3 separate regions of the Anas platyrhynchos genome follow, and regions 2 and 3 are each linked to region 1. Evidence: chromatin contacts called from public Hi-C data. All regions are on one chromosome and are shown on one strand. The core of a region is the stretch at or near the end of the contact, and the rest is flanking DNA. Distances in the headings are between cores, read along the strand shown. Region 1 holds the start of ABLIM1 (actin binding LIM protein 1). Region 2 overlaps ABLIM1 (actin binding LIM protein 1). Region 3 overlaps ABLIM1 (actin binding LIM protein 1).

Evidence for each region. A called contact is a pair of places that touch in the nucleus more often than the background predicts.
Region 2: a Hi-C map of subcutaneous adipose tissue shows a contact between it and region 1, with 2.7 times the contacts expected there. The contact joins the enhancer-like site here to the promoter of ABLIM1 in region 1. A contact is called at or near these places in 2 of 8 Hi-C or Micro-C datasets (small yellow follicle and subcutaneous adipose tissue).
Region 3: a contact with region 1 is called in a Hi-C map of liver, with 1.8 times the contacts expected there. The contact joins the enhancer-like site here to the promoter of ABLIM1 in region 1.

Annotation. Positions count from the first base shown.
Region 1 is chr6:33,152,126-33,156,777 of IASCAAS_PekinDuck_T2T, reverse strand. ABLIM1 (actin binding LIM protein 1) reads left to right here and starts at 3,028. Exons shown (of 23, transcript XM_072039808.1): 1 at 3,028-3,188. The coding sequence starts at 3,176.
Region 2 is chr6:33,004,374-33,008,671 of IASCAAS_PekinDuck_T2T, reverse strand. ABLIM1 (actin binding LIM protein 1) reads left to right here. Exons shown (of 23, transcript XM_072039808.1): 10 at 339-386. Among named protein-coding and RNA genes, the nearest start is that of AFAP1L2, 53 kb to the right of the region's middle. Within about 2 kb of position 2,726, at least 1 of the 8 cell types and tissues checked has an H3K27ac peak or open chromatin away from gene starts, as enhancers often do. A contact at or near this core is called in subcutaneous adipose tissue, where this site is marked.
Region 3 is chr6:32,981,092-32,985,953 of IASCAAS_PekinDuck_T2T, reverse strand. ABLIM1 (actin binding LIM protein 1) reads left to right here. Exons shown (of 23, transcript XM_072039808.1): 16 at 595-699; 17 at 2,763-2,810. Among named protein-coding and RNA genes, the nearest start is that of AFAP1L2, 30 kb to the right of the region's middle. Within about 2 kb of position 3,508, at least 2 of the 8 cell types and tissues checked have an H3K27ac peak or open chromatin away from gene starts, as enhancers often do.

The DNA of each region.
Region 1 (4,652 bases), core at 1,779-4,278:
AATTGTGTCCAACAGCTGATTAAGGAATGATCTTGATGTGTGCTGAAGGGAGTCCTGTCTGCTTCTATACTCCTCAGCCAGAGGGCTCTGCTACACAGTGGTCAGAGTAGAAAGTAAGGATAAAGAAAATAGCATTTCAGGAATCAAGAGAGCATCAGTAATGTCTGAATTCCAGGAGCACAGGAAGAAACCTGTGTGTCTTATGGTCAGTTATCACATTACTCACTGATGTACTTTCACATTGATTTAGATAATGAATTTATTTGGGTACAGACTTTCTGTCCCACATAAACGGGGCTGTTCACAGCAGAATGTATACAATTCTCAGAGTCTGGCTCATTGTCATTGCAATTATCAGTGAATTTTTGCTGATGATTCCTAAAATTTCATGTAGAGGAGTGGCAAGAAATTTTGATTCTGGTTTATTCGTAATATTCTTTCCTATTCTTGCTATGTTACTCATCTTCGCTAATGTGAACTTTGGCCAAGGAAGTATCTGTCACAGTCTACATTGATAGCATAATGTAAAAGATACTCTATGTAAAAATGCTTACACATTTAATCAGCTTTGATTGCGTAATCTAATTCTGTTTGGCCACAGCAAATTCTTTAGGGTAAAGGGCAAAGTAGGGCACACACTGAGATAACACCCTTGCTTGACACATATCTAAAAACTCTCATTTATAATTAACAACAAAGGCAGTTTATGTAATTGTCTCTGTATCTCCTGAAGGCATACACTGAATACAAAATCAGAAGAAAAATGATTTAGGAGTCAAGATTCACAGCTGTTATTTGTGGTTCATACCTCATATGTGAACCCGTGAGAACCTGATGAAAGCTGAGTAAGTTTTTGACTCCGAGCTCTTTGTTGGGATCTGTCCAATAAGGATGCACACACAGGTGATACTGAAATTCTTCTGCAGTAAATCCTAGTCAATGTTTAGCTGATCTTTCCAAACCTGATCCTCAGAAATGAATTTCATATTCTGGTCCGTGCCCTAAGTTCCTCCAGGGTACTTAGCCATTTTGGTGCAACGGCAATATAGATTAGCTACTAATGGGCTTATTTAGAGGCTTTTTCTTAGCTGCCAAGATCTCCAATACTCTAGGTTATATCAGTAAAAGTGATTAATGTTTTCACAGTTCAAATGTATAAATCCAGCCTTTGCTGACTTAGCTGGACATCATCATTCTTTTAAGAGTTTTCAGTTTGTCTAAAACCTGTTTACTTAATGGATAGAAAAACAGAATCTTTTATGTATTCACACAGGTGAATATATTCACAAGTGACAGCAAGGTATGTTGTACAGAGAATACAGTCCAATATTTAGAGGGCTTTTCTGGAAAGATGCAGGTTCTGTTCTTTACTCTGACATAATTTTCTCTGTGACCTTAAAAAACATAGCTCTTCAAGGGCATTTAAGCATCTGAATATACCAATAGGGGATTTGAAAACACCTGGCTGCTAAAATTGGTCGAAGTACTTTGTAAAAATCTCTAAAAAATCCCCAGGTGCCTGTTTGCATCTCTCAAAGCCCAAATACCTTTAAAAAACACTGTCATTAGTGTGTGTGTGTTTGTGTTTGTTTGTTTTTCTGTCTAATTTGAGTTAGAAGCTTAAGCTGTCTGTATAGTCAATACAAAAAAGTAGCAGGTAGGATCCTGCTTCTCAGCTGGCTAATTCAGAAACCTCAGCTAGGTGCCTGAAATAAAGCAATGTCAATCACTGCTCCTAATGGACTTCTTAAGTGGTCAGGAAATGGCTCAGTCAACTGAACAGCTCAACAGCTTGCTGCTGCTCAAAAAGACCATCTCTTTTCCCTCTAATGCTCACCTGTTCTTCACCTCTTGCTGGCCATGCAGTTCTGCACTTGTCTTCTGTAAGCTCCAGTGTTTATCTGAGCCTTAGGTTTTCATTTTTGGCTATCTTTTTGTTTCCTTTTCCTGGCAGAAAACTCACCAGCACAAGGAATTGAGCAATTCCTTGGTGATTAATGAGCTAAAGTTGTTTGATAGGGGTGAGACCAGCAAGGGGAGCAGGAGCACATGTGTTGGGGAGAGTAGGAAAAACACAGTGCACAGGAGAGTACGTGACAACCGCTTGCAGAAGCAGCAGTAGCAAACTCTTGGATTGGCTTGCCCATCTTGTCTGGATCTTGTTTGAGGTCTTCCCTCCTCTCTGTACCGCCCTTTCCCACCCTCTCCTTTCTCTTCAGCTCCCTTCCACATTCCCTAAATATTGGCAGGACAGGAGACAGCCGTTGCAGAAGCTGATTCAGCTGCATACATGCAGATTGCCTGGCTGGTACTTGTGGCTAATGAAGGCATGGCTTCCAGAACTGATAACTCTTGAGTTCCCACTGCAGCTTTTCTTCATTTTAATTTCTCTTTGCAAGTCCTAATTACTACAAAACTTGTAAAGTTGTTGAACTCTTTCTGAGTTCTACCTTTTAGTCAGCTTTAATAGAAATTTTCCATATCTGGGACTTGAAGTTCTTGAAGGGGATTTGCTGGACAGACAGAAAAATGAAACTCTATCACCCTCAATTACTTAGGAAACCCAACTAAATGGCTAATTTTAATAAATGGATTCTGTATCTGATCCATTCTAACTTTCTCTGATCAACATGTCTGTTGAACTGCTCAGCCTTAGAGGTGTTGCACACTAAGTGGAATAAATTCTTTGTGTTCTATAGAAAACCAAGGTACAAATGCCTTTCTCCTTTCACTTCCTAGCAGCATAAAGAAAGGAAATTCTTCATTAAAAAGCTAATTTCTGCATGTTCCTGAACCTTTTTTTTTTTTAAAGCCATCTATTAAGCATCACACAGGAGAACCCTTGATAATGCTAGTCAGAAATTCGTTGAAGGAAGTGCATAGGAAATGACTCAATTAAAAACACAAAATGCTGTTATATTACTGAGGAAAACCTTGGCTCTTTTGGTACAAGAAAGAAAACCTGAGTTGTTTCCAAGTGGAAAACGTTACTCATTTCAGAAAAGAAGATGGGGAAGGGAACTTTTTTTGAGTGAACGTTCGCTGAGCAACTACAGGAGCTGGGAAAGAGGCGAACCTGCGATTTATTTCATTGCTGCCGCAGGATTCAGAAACAAGGGGCAAGAAGACAGAACGACCTAATGAGTATGAGCTGCAGGTGACAGTGGGGCGATGCATGGCAAACAGAGGTGTGTATGACCACAAGTCATTGCTGGCTGAGTGCGATATGGGAGGAACAGCTGTGCCGGCGCATTGTCTGCGCCTACATCACCTGATGAGAGGACACGTGTGTGCTCGCCCTTGTGCTGCTGCTCTGCTCCCTTACACATACACGTACACACACACATTTTACATGCACATATATACCTCGCTGCCCGGCTGGCAGCGGGGCGAGCACACCAGGGCGCTGCCAAGCAGCCACCAGCCGGCTGCGCCCCGGCACTGCGGTGGGGACCGCGCCACGCAGCCGCGGGCAGGGATGCGAGCACCGCCACCTCTCCTGGATCTCCGGCTGCGTTTCTTTCGTAGGAAAACCGTGTGGGCTTGCTGCTGGGAGGCAGCTGCGCTGCGTGTGGCACAGCAGAGCAGGAGGAGCGTGACTCAGCCCCCGTGCCACCGCCGTGCCGGCTGCCGCAGCACCCCGGGTCCTGCTTGCTGGCCGTGCCGACCCTGAGCGGAGCCACCTCTCGCGGCTCAATTCGGCCGCAGCCCTGCGGTTCCCGTCGCCTGCCCTTCCCCGCAGCCTCCCGGGGCGCTGAGGTCGGGTTCGCCGTGTCGGGGAGCTCCCGGCCCCCGCCGGGGGGGCGCCCGCTGCCCCTCCGGGCCCGCAGCGCTGCGCCCGCCCCGCTCCGCCCCGCAGCCGCCGCCCTGCCCTCGGCAGCCCGATCCCAGGCGATCCCACTCGATCCAATCCGATCCAAGGCGAGCCGAGCCCAGCCGAGCCGCACAGGCGCACGCAGCGCGGAGAGCGCCGCGGCCCCGCCCGGCTCGGCACGGCCCGGCACGGCCCGGCCATGTCCGCCAGAGGTGGGTCTGCGGGGGGCGAGGGGGGACCGGGGGGTTTGGGGGATCACCGAGGAGCCCTGCGGCGAAGGGGCTCGGGGAGGGGGCGCCGGGTGCCGGGGTGGGGGGCCCGAGGGTGCCGAGCCCCCTTGCGGGCGCTGGGGCTGGGAACGGGGCTGCAGGTGCGGGGCGCGGGGCGCTGCCCTCGGAGGAACCGGAGGCGTAAAGTTAAACATGTTCTGAACGCTGTCATAACAAAGCTGAAATACCGGTAAGCATCTCTCTCTTTTTTATTTTTTTATTTTTTTTTCCCCTTAAAGAAAATTATCTGCGCGGTAATAACCAGTAAAACCACTCCCCGGTTGTCTCTGCATTGAAAAAAAAAAACACTTTGTGAAAATTACATATCGCGTGTGAACAAGCCCCTGGATGCAGGGATACGCCCTGCTTGTGCATCCCCTTATTTCTCTGCGTCTTCACGCACTACACACCGCCCGACGTGCACCAGCGCTTTGGTTTGCCTGGATTCCTCCCGCTGTCCGAATGAGCCTCGCGCACATGGACGGCAGCGTGCGACTGCTGTAGGGTTGTCAGCGCAGTGTGCCTGGCTCCATGTTCCCACAGCGTCGCACCCATCCCAGGTATAAATA
Region 2 (4,298 bases), core at 1,477-3,976, 150 kb after region 1:
TGCGTTATTGGTCTTGTACACTGCCACTGAAAATTACTGAAATCCATGGGAAACCTGTCTCCAGTGAACCCTGGTTCCAAGACCTAAAAAACTTCTATCCTCTGTAAAGCCTTGCAGTTGCTGAAGCAGGTACTCACAGTAGCAAGTATTACACTGGGACTGCCAAATTCTTTGCTATTGCAAAGTTGTGGCTGCTGAGTAGAATAAATTACACCCTAATCTTCTTTTTAGCTTATTTATAAATACGCTTCACTTACAGTAGCTTCTGAGGTTTAGAGAATTTGCTTAAACTGTCATGTTCAATGTTATTAAGTGAAAACATATTCATTCTTCTGCAGCTATTATCACCGCCTTGCATAATGAACTCTATCAAAAAACTAAGGCAGGTACTGTAAACAACGCTGACGATGCCTTTGTTAAACAATAGTGCATCTGTTTGGCCAGATGTTCTTGGGATCAGTTTTGATCTGGTTGCCTGCACTTGTAAGTTACTGTAGAGCATGTTTTTGAACATCTGCACTTCGAAAAGCCACAGCCACCACATTACAGCAGTATCTGGATGATGTGAATGGCTCTAGTGTGGATGTTTTTCTTAAAAGAAGTTATGTATTTAGATGATGTGCCATGCATGATGACATGACAAGCTGGGGTAAATGCAGATGAACATGTTAAGCTTTGTAATCTAATAATAAAATAATGAGTTAATTAACTTGGGGCATATGCATGGGTAGTATGATAACTGAGCATTAAAATTCACAGTGAACCTAACAGGATGAGCATCAAGAGCATGACAGTTGGTATTACCTCTGCCAGTCTGCAAATGAAGTTGGTAAAGAACTTTTGCGTTGAGGACAAATGCATGAAATGAAGATCAAAAACATAAAAATGTCTGTGATAAAGTGAGAAATACGGAAAAGTCTTACATATATTTCAGCTACTTTGTGATTTGGTTCTGTCCCTTACCAGTTTTAATGATATGTATGAGCTTCTATTGTTTGTTTTTTTTCATATGCATTCACAAACTTCCTATATGTGGTACAGACATCCCATATTAATATATTTACCAGTGTTATGTCCATTTGGGTGGAGGAGGAAAGAAAAAAGAAACACCTTTTCTACAGTCAAAAAATGTGGAGAATGACCATGCCACAAGAAACAAATAGTTGTAGTTCTTAACAAAGATTTGATTTAAATTTCTCTGAAAAAAAGTGGCATTATGAAAAGCTCTATTTGAATCCTTCAAGAACAAGCATGGTTATGCAAAGAATATTCCAGACCCGTTTGCAAAAGTAAGACCGCTTAACTTTGTTGCTGGGAGTATAGAACAAGTGTCACAGGTTTGTTGTGATGGAATGAAATACCACTAGAGGAATGCATTCATATTAAAGGAGGTTTCCTCTCATTTCCTTATCTGTATGTGTTCAAAAAATGCTCATGTGATATCTCCAGTGAAGGTCAGGGTTTGCCACTGGTCCAGTTTTAACTTGTGCTCTGATCCAGCTCTTCTCTAGGATGGGATTTAACACCGGTTATATCAGAAGAGAATTCATCATCGAATGTTTCTCTTGCCACCTGTTTAAGTAGTAAAGTAGTGCTACAGAGGCAGGGTTTCTCAACTGATAATGAAAACATAATGTACAATGTAATAGAAGCCATACCCAGTCACAGGTTTTCAGTCAGGAGTTATTATAGGCCTCTAGGTTGCTATAGTTGTCTAATAGCCTAAAACTACTCAAGACGAACAGTTTATATGAAGGGATCTTCAGTGTAGGTTTCTTAAGGCAAAGAGCAGAAATGTTCTTAAATGCAGAGCAGTTGTCTTTAGGGGAAGGTGCAAATCTGTGAAGGATTCCAGACCATATGGGAAACAGCAGAGTCTACAGAGAATAGCCATCTGCAATGGAAACAGCCTGTGTAATTCAAAACAAGTAGGGCAAAGTGAGGCAGCAAGAGCGAAAGTAGATGCAGAAGTCCTCTTCCGTGCACTCTGTTCAAGGGTATGTTGTAAAATCAGTCAAGATACAGGACTGGGAGCTGATGGAGGAAGCGCAGAGTAGAAGGTCTGCTTGCATTCAGCTGCTCAGCAGATAACCCATGTGTGCTCAGGTAGGGTGGCATCCTGCCTGGGGAACGTGGAATTCCTGAGACACTCCACGTCAAATTGGAGTGCACAGGAACTGTTACAGAAAATAAAAAACTGGTTTTAGAGAGTGTCATATCTGGCTCATGGCCATGTTAATGGGATAGTAATGAGGAACTTGGAGCAGAAGCACGGAGAGGAAATGAAGAACAGGTGCTATGGCTTGCCAGTCCATCTGACAACTGCTCCTGTACTCCTGAATTAAGAGCAGATAAGAGAATTGTTAGCAGGGCATTGCTGAAACTGTCATCTTAGGGTATCTGACTGTATTCAATAAACTCACTGAAGTGATAAGCACAAGGGAATTTTTCTTTACTGAAGAAGATTTTAGCAGTTACACTAAGAGGTGGGACTGATAGTTGAAGCAAGGGCTGAAAAAATCTGATTTTCTAAAGAGATTACAAAGAACCAGAGGGAAAAGCAACCTAGAAGATGTGCCAGTTTAGAAGAAGTCATAACTGGCTCTCATGCTTGTTTTCCTGCAAGAGGGAAAATTAATCAGACAAAACTCTTAAAGCATGTCTGCCAAAAGTGAAAGGTAACAGAGACGCCCCTAACAGTACCTCAAGTGCTTAATGGTGTTCCCTGTGTTGTAATGAAAACAGTGGTTTTCCATAGCAACTGCAGCAGCACGTTACATGTGTCTTCACTCAGCGGCGTGAAATGGCGAAATGAAAAGGGGATGAAGTGTTTCTCAGCAATAGCCAGCTTTAGTCTTGTAACATTTCCATCAAACAAGTGTGTGTGTGGGGGGGGGGACTGTTTTGTTTTGTTTTTCCTTTGATTTCATCATGGAAGGAGCTAAAAGACAGCTGAGAAATTTCTGTGCTCCCTTTTGGGATATAGGAATTTGCAGCTACAGAGGGAAAAAGAGAGGAACATAGAGAGGTCTGGCTGAGAAGGCATTCTCAGATGTATTCCTGAGGGGATTGGTGACCATGTCATTCCATAGCCACATCTGCTCTGTTTGATCTGGATCTTCACGTTTTTTGGTGGAATGTGTTCAAAGCCCTTTATTCCTTTGACCCTCCCTGCATATGGTGATTTCATTTCCACAGAGGCAGTCAGAGAACTCCTGCGGTATGATCCCCAACTAGTCTTCAGCACTTTTATAAGGATGCTTCCAGTAGCTTTTCTGGCTATGAAATTAAAGGTAGAAAGAGTCTGAGAGTGTTTCAAGGATGAGAAATGTCCAGTAGCCTTGCTCACTCCAAATATTTCCTAAGAAAAATCAGTGAACCAAGCTGTTTAGCCTTGTTTCTCATCAGTATGTGACTGGAAGTTCCCTTAGTACATTTTCACAAACAGATGAGAGATAAGGACTGCTTAAGAAGGCTTAATTTGTGGTGACTTTGAAATAACCTACTGCACTAGTGTGCTCAGAGTCATCTGCTGATGCATTACTTTATGATTGGAGTTAGTTCTTCACAGTCAATTAAGGAACAAAAATGGCTTCTCTAGTGGAAGTGGGATCTTTTATTACCTTTGTCTGCTGCATGTATGCTATATTTAAGTTATTGCCCCAATAACCTGAGTGACTTTCGATCAAATAAATGGTTTTCAAATTTGTCAGGTTTTCAGGATCCCCACATCTCAATGCCAAGTTATTTTGTCTCCTCTCACAAAACTTCCTGTAGGGAATCAGTGTCTGTTCAGTACTAGTGTACTGTTAGATACTCACTAGATACTTGCTAGATGTGTGACAGCACTCACTCTGCAGGGGTGCAGCTGTTCTCCTGAATTTTGGTTTGCAGGACGTTGTCACTAAACATCAGTTTTGCAGTGTTGGGGAACCATGAAATTTCAACCAACAGTTTAGCTTTCAGGTTGCATCTCAGTTGTGCTGCAGATGCAGGGAACAGCTCCAAGCCAAGGATTTCTGGTCTTTCTACTGAGAAGGGCCGAATTCAATTTCATATTCATAATGGAAATCCAGTGACTGAACATCTGGAAAGCAATGACGTGTGCTGTGCTTCTCTCAACAATTTTGGCTGCTGAACCAATGGCTGCTTATAATCTCCAGCTGTTTGTGAACTAACGTTTTGATAAAGTGACCAGCAGGACTATCCTGAACTGTATGTTATATGGCTCCTTGCAGTGTCTCTGGCAGGTGTCGTTTGGTTTTCTTCATTATTGTTGTCGGTCTTTTACACTGTAT
Region 3 (4,862 bases), core at 2,259-4,758, 170 kb after region 1:
GAAGAATAAACCAATGAAAGAGTGTGTAAGGAACAGGTATGCATTTTGATATTGGCCAAGTGACCTAACGGCTGTTTTCCATCTCTAGCTTCTCTGCGCTTCTGGTTTAGGGAACTGTAGTAACTGCCAGCATCTGCTTCTCCCTGCTCGGGAGTTGGTTTCATTTTGGGTTTGCGTATCAACTACTGTGCTCTGTGCCTGCGACTTTTAACTCCAAATATCAATAGCCATGTTAAACCATTGCCAAGTAACCTTCCATTCTTCTTTTCCACATCGCCCATCTAATCACCAGCTGCCAGCACACAGCTCCTGCCTGCATGCCGTCAGAATGAGTGTGAGCTGCTAAAACCTCAACTCCAGCCTGAACACAAATCTTTGTTTCTGCAGGAAAATGAGGAAAAAAAAAGTCACCAGGGCTACCAGACCTTGTTATTGTTTGTGTTTATATTTTTGGTTCAAACATTTCTCCCTGGAGGTTTTGATACCACCAATTTTGTTTGGGTTTGATTGGGCTTGCTTTTTTAATTTATTTTATCTTATTTTGTTTGTTGCTCTCCCTCTTCTCATTTTGTTTTCTCCATTCTTTCATTGGAGGCAATGAGCCGTCCAGCGGTCGGAACTCCCCTGTCCCCTATCGGCCAGACAGCCGCCCTCTCACTCCAACTTACGCTCAGGCCCCTAAACATTTCCATGTTCCAGGTAGGAGCTGGCACTGTATGTGTCTCGGTGTCCTGTCACAGTGTAGAATGTAGCCTTTGTAACTCCTGTCTTGTCTCCATTGTTTCACGCTGTTTGCCATGGTGTGCGCACGCAGGGTTTGGGACTGCCTGCTCCTCGGCTTCCTGGGAGGAGCAGTGCCTTCAGAAATGGGGGGTTTGTGGTGATTTTTCTCTGTTCTGTTGGTCAGGTGTTTCACTGTTAGAATACCATGTTTTTCAGGGTCTGCTAGTGGCCCGTGAGCTGGATGTAAGCTATGTAGGGCTTGATCTTTCTCTCAGTTGCACCAGCATCATTCTGCTAATTTTGGAGGAGTTGGTTGCGATTCCCAGTGACCAGTGAGCCATTATATGTATAGTCATGGTTGGGACTTGTTTCAGTCTTGAACCAGTTTATTGTTCCTTTTTTTATTATTATTTTATAATAATAAAATCCAAATGAGGATATTTCACTTATTTTGTGCAGTGGCATGGTGTCCTCACAGAGCCCTGCAGATCTGCAAGGACATGTGTGCATCAGGATGCACTCTCTATAAAGGGCAATATCTGTTTAGATGTGAGCTGCAGCCTCTGAGATCACCTGTCTTGCAGTTTGATAGGAAAGGATGTGTGTCCCTAGGGTTGTGGACACACACTGACTGCATCAGTGCTAGCTGACAGCCTTATATCCAGTTATTCTTCAGGTCCCCTTCCATCTAGTGTCCCTTTGCACTGCAGAGGTTACTGCTGGGCCTCCTGACCTCAGACCAGGCAGATGAACCACTGATGTGAGCTTCCCTTCAGACAGTATGACCTGGCTTGGCCCAGGTGGGCTGTTTTTACTGCCTAAGCTAACCTGGCTGCTTTTACTTGTGCAAGTTAAAGTGCCTTTGCATGACTTACCCAGCCGAGTAAACAGTCCCCAGTGTGGTGGGAGAGCTGTCCTGCTCACCTGGCACAGGGCAGCCCCCCAGGAGCCGTTTTCACAGCCCCCTTACGACTTCCTAGCTCAGGCTTGCACAAAAGTACTGCGTGACTGCCCTTTAATAGCTATACCCATTTGCTGTTCAAGTAGCCCTAACAGATCATGAACACGAATGAAATACCGCAGTGTCTTTGTGTGCAAGGAATTGGCCTACTTAGCCAAGGAAGGGTTCCGTAGAGTAAGTTTTACCTTAATTTCGGTAGATTTCTACTTGGTTTTCCTTAATGCCAGAGGTTCTCTCCTGTAACAGCTTAATGGGATCTGTGTATTTGTAGCACTTTAATGGGATCTCGTATTTGTAATACATGAAGTGTTGGTTTGAGGTGGGTGGGTACTTTAGAAAAATGCAGTTTCTGCCTTGGATCACTATTTGCAACAATATTTTATCTTTAGACATGCAGTAGATTTACTCCATTAGGGTTCCAGGAAGTGGCTTTTTCCTGATTTACATTGCAATGTGCAATGTGGTGGTCCTTAAATAAAAAATAAATATATATTTTAAAAAGTCTATCCTTGTGGTTTGAGGATTAGCAGTGTATCCCTTAGCACTGACTCAGTGAAATCTAGCTGTTGACTGTTCAAAAGAGTGTGTGAGGCAGCTATTTTGTTCTCTGGGTTTTAAAGTGAATTGTAGGCTCGCTGCATTATCCTCTTCTCAATCCAGCCAGTCAGCTGGAAAGAAAATTGAGCTGTTACTACTGAAGCACAATTTTCCACAAGAAGTTATTTGGGGTAGTTTCCCCAAATAGCTTGTATCTTCACCATGGAAATCTCTTGCTTGTTTGCATTTCCTAATGTCTGTGACACTGATAATCTTCTGAATATTTGAAGTAAATTGGTCATGATTTGGATGCATCCACATGTTACAGAATCAGCTCCAAAGGACTTCATACCACATGTCTTTGACTTGTCACTTGTTCTTATGTTTTCTTTTCTTCAAATAATCTGATTCTGTGTAATACTGGCTTTTTCTTGTGCTACATCCTTGATTTGGTCTGTCTGCTGTTTTAGTGTTGGGGTTAACTTCAACTATAACTGAAGTAGTTCTCATATCAACATTTTTCTCTTTCTCAATTTCACAGATCAAGGTGTCAACATTTACAGAAAACCTCCAATCTACAAACAACATGGTAAATGATCTTTCTCTTTTTGTTTCAGAACTGGATTGTCAATTGAAATGCATGCAGGATAGTGAGAAGTATTCAGTGTTTATGCTGCAAGCATCAAAAATCAGTAGTCCAAGCCTGAAACAGCTTTTATTGCATGTCCTGCTGAGTGATTGTTTTAACGCATGTTGTTTCATTTGGATCATATGGCTTAAATCTTGGCCACGTTGATATTAATGGCAAAATTGCCATTAACTGGGATTTTGCTGTCTTTATAGTGTTGTGATGCCTTTCTGTATTTTACTTCTTTAATTTCATGTTTTCAGAATACAGGTTTTGGTGGTGGAAAAATGTATTAACAACAGTGTGTTTTCTGACAGGAACTTCATGGATTATGTTTATTTTAAACAGACAAAGTACAATTTATTTCAACAGCAGTGATGGGGATGTTACTATCAGACTGGAACTCCAAATGTATTGTGGCTTCAAACAGGAATCTTTAAATACTGAAAATAATATAGGCGACTTGTCATTGACAGTACTCATTTGATTCTCAAGCCCTAGGAAACAGCTCTGGTAGTGCAGTGTATTTGCTGTTCCAGTGTTTGGATTCTGAGTTGGACAACAGCATTAGTATTCTTATCTTTTCAGAGTAGATGTTTTTTTAGCAAGTCTGCAATAACAGTGATGGCAGAAGCCAACTGCCTTGCTGTTCTGTAACACTGCAGAGCAAGGGACCTTGAATGTGTTTTCTATTCCCTTCTTCTGTGAACAGAAAACTTTAAATAGGAGATTTCTGTGTGATGTGGTGAAAGACAGATGGCTCTAGTTTTTAAAGACTCTGCATCCCTTTGCAGACCCTTTGCCCAATGAAACTTATTTAAGTAGCAAATTAACAGTACTACAGGGTTCAGATGAACAGTTAGCTGAGAGCTGTTGAGCTGAGATGATTAAGAAAGCCTAGGAAATCCATTCTGTAGGCAGGAATGAGCATTGTAAACTGCTGAAGTTTTACATCAGGTTTCTTTCCTCTTTCTTTTTTAAGTTTTCAAATCACGTGCTCATTTTAGAAGTCTTAACATTACTTTTGTTTATTTTTATGGTTTTAATGTATCTCCTCATCTTCCATTAACATGTGAATGTTTAACCACTGACATCACCAATTCTAATACGTAAGTACTGTTTGAAGTCATGCTTTTGTAAACTCTGACCAGATTTCTCCATACCTGTAATTATGCTTAGCTTCCCAATCATAAAATTTTCAGAATTCCCAATGATATGTAATACTGATTTTCCTAAACTACTCTGAGTGTGTTGGATGAGTAACAACGTGCTTCATTTTTATAACAGATATCTTTCCCTTTAAAAAGAAAAAGGGGGGAAAAAATCCAGAATTATTTATTCTGATATATTAGCTTCATATAAGAGAAAGGTGATTTGGACTAACAGTTCATGGATAAGAGGTAGTTAAGAATGCTTTAAATGCAAACTAAATCCTATTGATTTTATATATATATATGTATGTATATATATATGTGTGTATATATATATATGTATATATACATTTAACATCAAGAAGTGAAATCCATAATGCACATCCTCACATGCTTTTAAGTGACTTTGGCTTAGGCCGGAATCTTAAATGCATGTGCCACTGCTAAGATATGTTAATGGTGAGGTTCATTTCTTTGCAAGTGCCTTTCCCTGCCAAGTTGATCTAAATGGAGTTTAGTAGTTAATAAATAAATTTGCATCTCTTTTTTACTGCTACTGCATGCTAATAAGCAAGTACATGCAGCAGAAAGGATACAGTGGTTAAATAAACATATTTGTTTCAGATTTTTTTTTTATGTTTGTTTTGCAGCTTGTCACAGAAACATAGTAAATAATTAGAATCAGTACAGTTAAAATTAATGCTGTCTTTCTCAACTATTTGTTTTCTTACCCTAGAGGGAAGACAAACCAGTGCATAAATCTGGTTTCATCTTCATTATTAATCAGCTGTCCTTAGGAGATATTGGCAAATACTGTTGGCTTAAATTTTCTCACTCTTGCCTATCATTCTAACGCTCTGAA